Regions from separate parts of the Gossypium hirsutum genome. Here region 1 is linked to region 2. A link is a contact called in public Hi-C data. All regions are on one chromosome and are shown on one strand. The core of a region is the stretch at or near the end of the contact, and the rest is flanking DNA. Distances in the headings are between cores, read along the strand shown. Region 1 has its middle 96 kb from the start of LOC107941136. Region 2 holds the start of LOC107945336 (homeobox-leucine zipper protein HAT22).

Region 1 (3,052 bases), core at 76-2,575, 130 kb before region 2:
TGAGTAGCAATCACTAAATTATTTTTATCTTGGCCTATAGAAATCAAAATTAAGTTCTACTTGTTGTTTTTGAAACTAGTCTCAATGAAATTTTTACTATAAAAATTTCAAAACTTAGTTCAAAGTAGATTAATACTAGTTTTTCTTCAAATCTTCTCATGTTCTACTGTTAGGCAACTCTGACCCTTCTCAACTAAATATTATTTATCTTTATGTACAAAATTCTTATAATATTTTTGTTGATTTCTCTTGGAATTTGACTCAGTAAGATTTTAAGAAATATAAATTTCATATCCTAATTATATTTTTAGAAATTTTAATGATTTTTCAAATTTAAAATAAGGGATCTCAAAATTCATCTGACCTTGTCTCACTAAAATGCATATAACTCATTTAATACATTCTCAATGTTTATACCATTTCTTTTGTACAAAACTAGATTCATTAAAATTTAATTTAATACTTGGTTCATCATTGAACTCATATTCTATAATTTTTGGTGAATTTTTAAAATCAAGTTACTATTGCTGTCCAGAAATTGTTTTAGTGATGATATTTACTTTTTCATGGTTTTTTGCATTAGCTTCCATTTAAACACACATATAATAATGATATTATATTCATTTCTTTACCTTGAAACTTCTCATAATACAAATCACATTTCTCTCTTTCACTTGAAAACTTAGTGTTTCTACATATCATACTTAATTAAATACTTTCTATCTCTACTATTTTAATTAAAATTTACATATCACACATTTAATTTGTTACATAGTTAACTCAACTCATAGAGATACAAGTAAAGTTAATATTGAAACTTACATCTTTTGACAATAATTTCTTCTCTTTTACTTCTCCAGTTCTTTCTCAACATCATCATTATCCTTCTTTTTTCTTCTAATTTTCTAGACTTCCATCTACTAATTTATTGTGTCTAAATTGTTGAACATACTTTCTAAAATATCTACTTCATCCTTGGTGCCTATGAAAATTTCCAAGAGTTTTAGGTGAAATAATGGGATTTTATGACAAAGGATTATTTTTTTAATAGAAAAAGACCCGAAGGTCAACCTCAATTTATTGCATCACTTAAAATAATATCATGGATTTCCAGAGGATAATCCATATTAAAATCCTTAATACAATTATGAATAGAAGCCCAATTACAGAGATGGTCTGCTGCTTTATTGGAACTACGCGGGGCTCAAACAAAATTAAAACTAAAACTCGGATCCAATCATTTGAGGAGTTCCTGAATACGGTAGCCCATGGTTGAAAAGTCAACATTCGTCTTATTAAGCCGATTCACCAAGCTGGTGTAGTCAGATTCAAACTCCAACCTTAACCATTTTTTGCTCGCGCAAGATTTATACTTTCCTCCAGTGCATACAGCTTAGCCCATTCGGCTTGAACATTCCTGTCCAGACGTCCGCCTGCCCACCAAGAACAAAGCCGTCATGATCCCTCGCCACAAGACCAAAGCTCATTTTCCTACCATTTGCAGCAGTGTCGAAATTTATTTTAACCACCCCCTGTCCTGGCTTCTTCCACCTCCACAACTGGTTTAGGAAGCATCAGTTTCTCCAAGATGTTAAAAATGTGAAAATCCTGGCTTAATGCAACAGCTCTATCCCAAGTCACTTTGGCTTATTCCTCCATATCATGAAAGACTTTATTATTCCGGCTGTTCCAGAAATTCCAAAGCACCGTTATGAAGTCTGAAAAAGCCTTTTTGTCCAGCGAACGAGCCACGTCTTCAATCCAGTCACACACCGACAGTAGCGACCCTCGAGCAAGTTATTATTAAGGCCCCCATATACCAACACTGCCCGAGCCTTTGGGTAGTCTTTCATTGCGTGAAGGAGGGTCTCCTTTTCAGTCCCACATCTCAGACAAATGCTATTAAACTCCCTCCGGATGCTAGAAATTTTCTCGTACGTAGGAAGGATGTCGTGCCCTAGGCGCCAGCAGAAAATTCTGATTTTCGACAAAGGTTACAGCTTCCACGTAAGCCTTCAGAAGAACCGATAGGGGCCAAACCCCACATGCTTTAGGGTTAACCAGGAGTAAACAGACTTAGTAGAATAAGAGCCCAGGGGACTATGGAACCAAATACGATAGTTATCCAGACCGTTATGAGGAATGGGAATTTTTCAAATTTGGTCCCCCAAATATTCACCATATCCCTCCATAATCTTCCTCTCGTTTCAGCCATCGTTCTTCTCATTCAGTAGTTCGCTAACTTTAGTCTCTTGGTCCTCCCTTCTATTGAGGCAAATAGGGTCACCGAAAATCCTTTCAAAGCCTCAGTTCTCTTGCCAAATATCAATTTTACCACCACTGCCAACATTCCAACTGAAACCCTCATGCGAAATACTAGCAGCCCTAGCAATGCTCTTCCACGTAAACGAGGGCTTGTCAACTCACTTAGGATAGAGAACATCACCATCCGAAAAATATTTAGCGCTCAGGACTCTATAGCATAATGTGTCTTTACAACTAATAAGCCGCCACACTTGTCTACCTAACAAAGCCACGTTAAAACGCCTTAAGTCCCTGAAGCCCAGACCTCCATGCCTTTCAAAAAACACATCCGGTCCTAAGATAGCATGTTCCACCCTCTATTCTTATCCTTACCCCCCACCACAGTCGGCAGATCATAGACTGGAGCTTTTCAAGGGCTCCATTAGGGACAAAAAAGATCGAGAATGCGTAAGTAGGGATTGATTAAAGGATAGACTTTATAAAAATCTCTTTCCCACCATTTGACAATAATCTCTTCGACCAACTGTTGACTCTATTGGCAGCTCGATCTAAAATACTTTGGAAGACAATAGACTTCTTCTTACCAATCGGTATGGGCAGGCCAAGATAACCGTCAAGGTTGTTTACCACCTTCATCTTAAGCATGCTGCTTAAAGTCGCGTGTTGAGGACCAGGAGTGTTTGGACTGAAATAAACCATTGGCTTTTCCAAGTTGATGCTTTGGCCAGACATCCTTTCAAAGGTTTCCAGAAACTTTGTAAACGCCTCCACTTCACTATGTTTATTC
Region 2 (3,078 bases), core at 412-2,911:
AAAATATAATAATATAATTTAGACTTTCGTAAAATAATATATTAAATGTATTTTTAGAAATCCTCAACAATTAAAAGGACTGAAAAAAGAAACCAAAAAGAATAAGAAGTTTAATTTTAATTTTGGGTGATAGGTTATGACCAATAATTTTGATATGTTCACGTACGTTGATCTTGTTTTGTTTTCTTGTTACTCTAAAATTTATAATAATTTTTTAATTAAATATAATATTAAAAAATTGTTCATGTGGCATATTCTAATAATATAACATAATATATATAAAATTGTCGGATAAGTCACAGCACATTATCTTGAAGCTGAGGGCAGTCATTCAATTGGCGTTGGCTGAACCTACCTTTTCAAATATGCGCAGTCACCGTACACACACGCATTTCAGCCTAGCCCCAAGCTCGCCATATAAAAAGACAACAAAAATCCTTTCAAATAAAAAGGATTATTGTTAAACTTTTTTATCCAAATTTCAAACTTAATCAGCTAAAAATTAATTATTTTTTAACCAAAGACTGAGAGAAAACAAGCCCATTATATTTCGTGGAACAAAGTGCACCACACCTTTCTGAAAAATGACTGGTCTAGGAGACAAACCATCAAAAGTCCCTGAAAGCAAAATTCCCATAATTTTTTTGTTTGTCTTTTTAAAATATATATAAATTATAAATATGGGTTTAGCAAGTAACACCTACCAAAGGCTTGATTGATGTCGTGTTAGTTGGTATTATTTTAAAGGCATTATCATGTTTTATGGGTGACCTAACTTCTGATAAGTGTAGCCGACAAAAGCATTATTGGGAAGTGCTTATACATGTATAGGATAGGGAGGCAGTAGGCCCCATTACTCTCCCACTTCTACTTTCTAGTTAAGCAAACAATCCCAATATTTGGTCATGAATCATATTCTTCCACCATTATTCCTTTCTTTCTTTCTTTCTTTCTTTCTTTCTTTCTAATTTTGATAAAATCGAATTAACCTAATTTTTATTTTTGAAACTATAAAAGAGATAGTGGACATCTTTTTCTAATCTCCATGTTCATAATTATTCAAGTAATGGGAAATTAAAACAGCCCACCAACTTCTTTAAATAAAAAGCCAAAAAGATATGGAAATGGATATGAAGTGAAATATTTGGTAAGCACGGTGACATTGTACCCATCTCTGACCAGTTAAACTAGGCATGGAGTGGGAGACAGTTCATGTGGTCTGATGTAAAGGGAGCTTGTTAGTATCCAAATATGTCCCCCCCTCAATAATTTCAAATTAATTAAGGCAGGCTTTAATAATGATCCAATTTAACACTACTGTACATCAAGGAAATTTACGGCCTAAGGTAATCTTTAAACGGCTGCAAGAACATAGGCTGTATATATTAATTATTGGGGTATTGTTCGGGAAAGAGAAAACAAAAAAAATTTGTGACATAAAATACAAGAAAAATCATATTCTCTAATGTATGGTTTTTTTAATACCACGTTAATCATTGCTTACTGGTATTCAATAACATTTCCGAATTAAAAATAGGAAAGTGAAGTAGAACATCAAGTATGTTTGGACTAAGTTTCTGTAAGTATATATAAAAAGCAATTTAGAGAAATAACAAATTTTAAAAAATATTTATATGAAAACGCAGAAATGGGTTTTTGAGACAAAAGTTAAAAAGAAAGTAAAAAATAGGGTAGATAATTGAAACATGAAAAAGTAAAAAAACAATATGCATAAAAGAAAAAAGTGGGCGTAGTAATTAATAGTTTAAATTTGGTATGTTAGTGAGTGGAGTGACCAAGTGCTGACGAATCATTCTCTTGATGTATTAACACCAGCCATGTGGATTGTGCGTATATTTCCATAGAATTGTTTGTTTCCTAAGATAATGTGATGAATGTAGTGGGGGGAGTGGTTTCCAATGGTCAACCTTTGTATAGAGAGAAAGGAAGAAGAAAGAGAAAAAGGAGCTTTCATTATTATTATTAATTTTTTTCATACCAATTCATTCCTTGGACTAATAACTTCCCTTCTTAAGACCCCCTTTTGCGCCCTCATTTCCTCTCAAACCACCCCCCCTCTCCTCCATTTTTCCCCTTCGTTCTCTCACATTTCATAACAAAGGAAAGCCTACCAAATTCCACTGGCTTTGATAAGCTTAATGGGTCTTGATGATGATGCATGTAATACAGGCCTTGTTCTGGGGTTAGGCTTCTCATCTGCCCTGGAAACTCCATCCAAGAAGCCATCATGTCTTAAGTTTGAACAACCAGCCACGACGGTGGCACCTCCAACAACTTTTGAACCGTCGTTGACCCTGGGTCTATTTGGTGATCAGGGTTACCAAGTGACCAAGAAGTCGGATGTCAATAAAAGTGGTTATCTTCATCACCATGAGGAACCTGGCGCCGGTGATTTATATCGTCGTCAAGCTTCTCCTCATAGTGCTGTTTCTTCGTTTTCTAGTGGTAGAGTCAAGAGAGAAAGAGAGGTTAGCAGCGAGGAATTAGAGGTAGAGAAGAATTCGTCTAGAGTTAGTGATGAAGACGAAGAAGGTGTTAATGCAAGGAAGAAACTCAGGCTCACCAAAGAACAATCTGCTCTTCTCGAGGAAAGCTTCAAACAGCATAGCACTCTCAATCCTGTAACCTCTCTCACCTTTTTCCTAAATCCTCCATCTATGTATATCAATCACTATCGGCTTGATTTAATCTTTGGTTATATTTTATGGTAAAACAGAAGCAAAAGCAAGCTTTAGCAAAGCAATTAAACCTGACACCAAGACAAGTTGAAGTATGGTTCCAGAACAGGAGAGCAAGGTAAATTGATCATATAACCCAGAAAGCTTTTGCATGTCACTTTTTAATTTCATCAAACAAGAAAATTTTTTTTAAAAAAAATCTTTGGTTTTTTCTTTCCCTCTGCAGGACGAAGCTTAAGCAAACTGAGGTGGATTGTGAGTTCTTGAAGAAGTGCTGTGAGACACTGACAGATGAGAACAGGAGACTGCAAAAGGAACTACAAGAACTCAAGGCATTGAAACTGGCGGCTCAACCTTTTTACATGCACATGCCGGCGGC

What was found. A called contact is a pair of places that touch in the nucleus more often than the background predicts.
Region 1: a contact with region 2 is called in a Hi-C map of leaf, with 3 times the contacts expected there. The contact joins the enhancer-like site here to the promoter of LOC107945336 in region 2. A contact is called at or near these places in 11 of 34 Hi-C or Micro-C datasets (anther, callus, hypocotyl and 3 more).

What each region holds. Positions count from the first base shown.
Region 1 is chrD12:26,226,849-26,229,900 of Gossypium_hirsutum_v2.1, reverse strand. No RefSeq gene overlaps it. Among protein-coding and RNA genes, the nearest start is that of LOC107941136, 96 kb to the left of the region's middle. Within about 2 kb of position 1,325, at least 2 of the 9 cell types and tissues checked have an H3K27ac peak or open chromatin away from gene starts, as enhancers often do. A contact at or near this core is called in hypocotyl and leaf, where this site is marked.
Region 2 is chrD12:26,092,940-26,096,017 of Gossypium_hirsutum_v2.1, reverse strand. It overlaps LOC107945336 (homeobox-leucine zipper protein HAT22), which reads left to right and starts at 1,661. Exons shown (of 3, transcript XM_016879295.2): 1 at 1,661-2,642; 2 at 2,738-2,817; 3 at 2,926-3,078. The coding sequence starts at 2,160.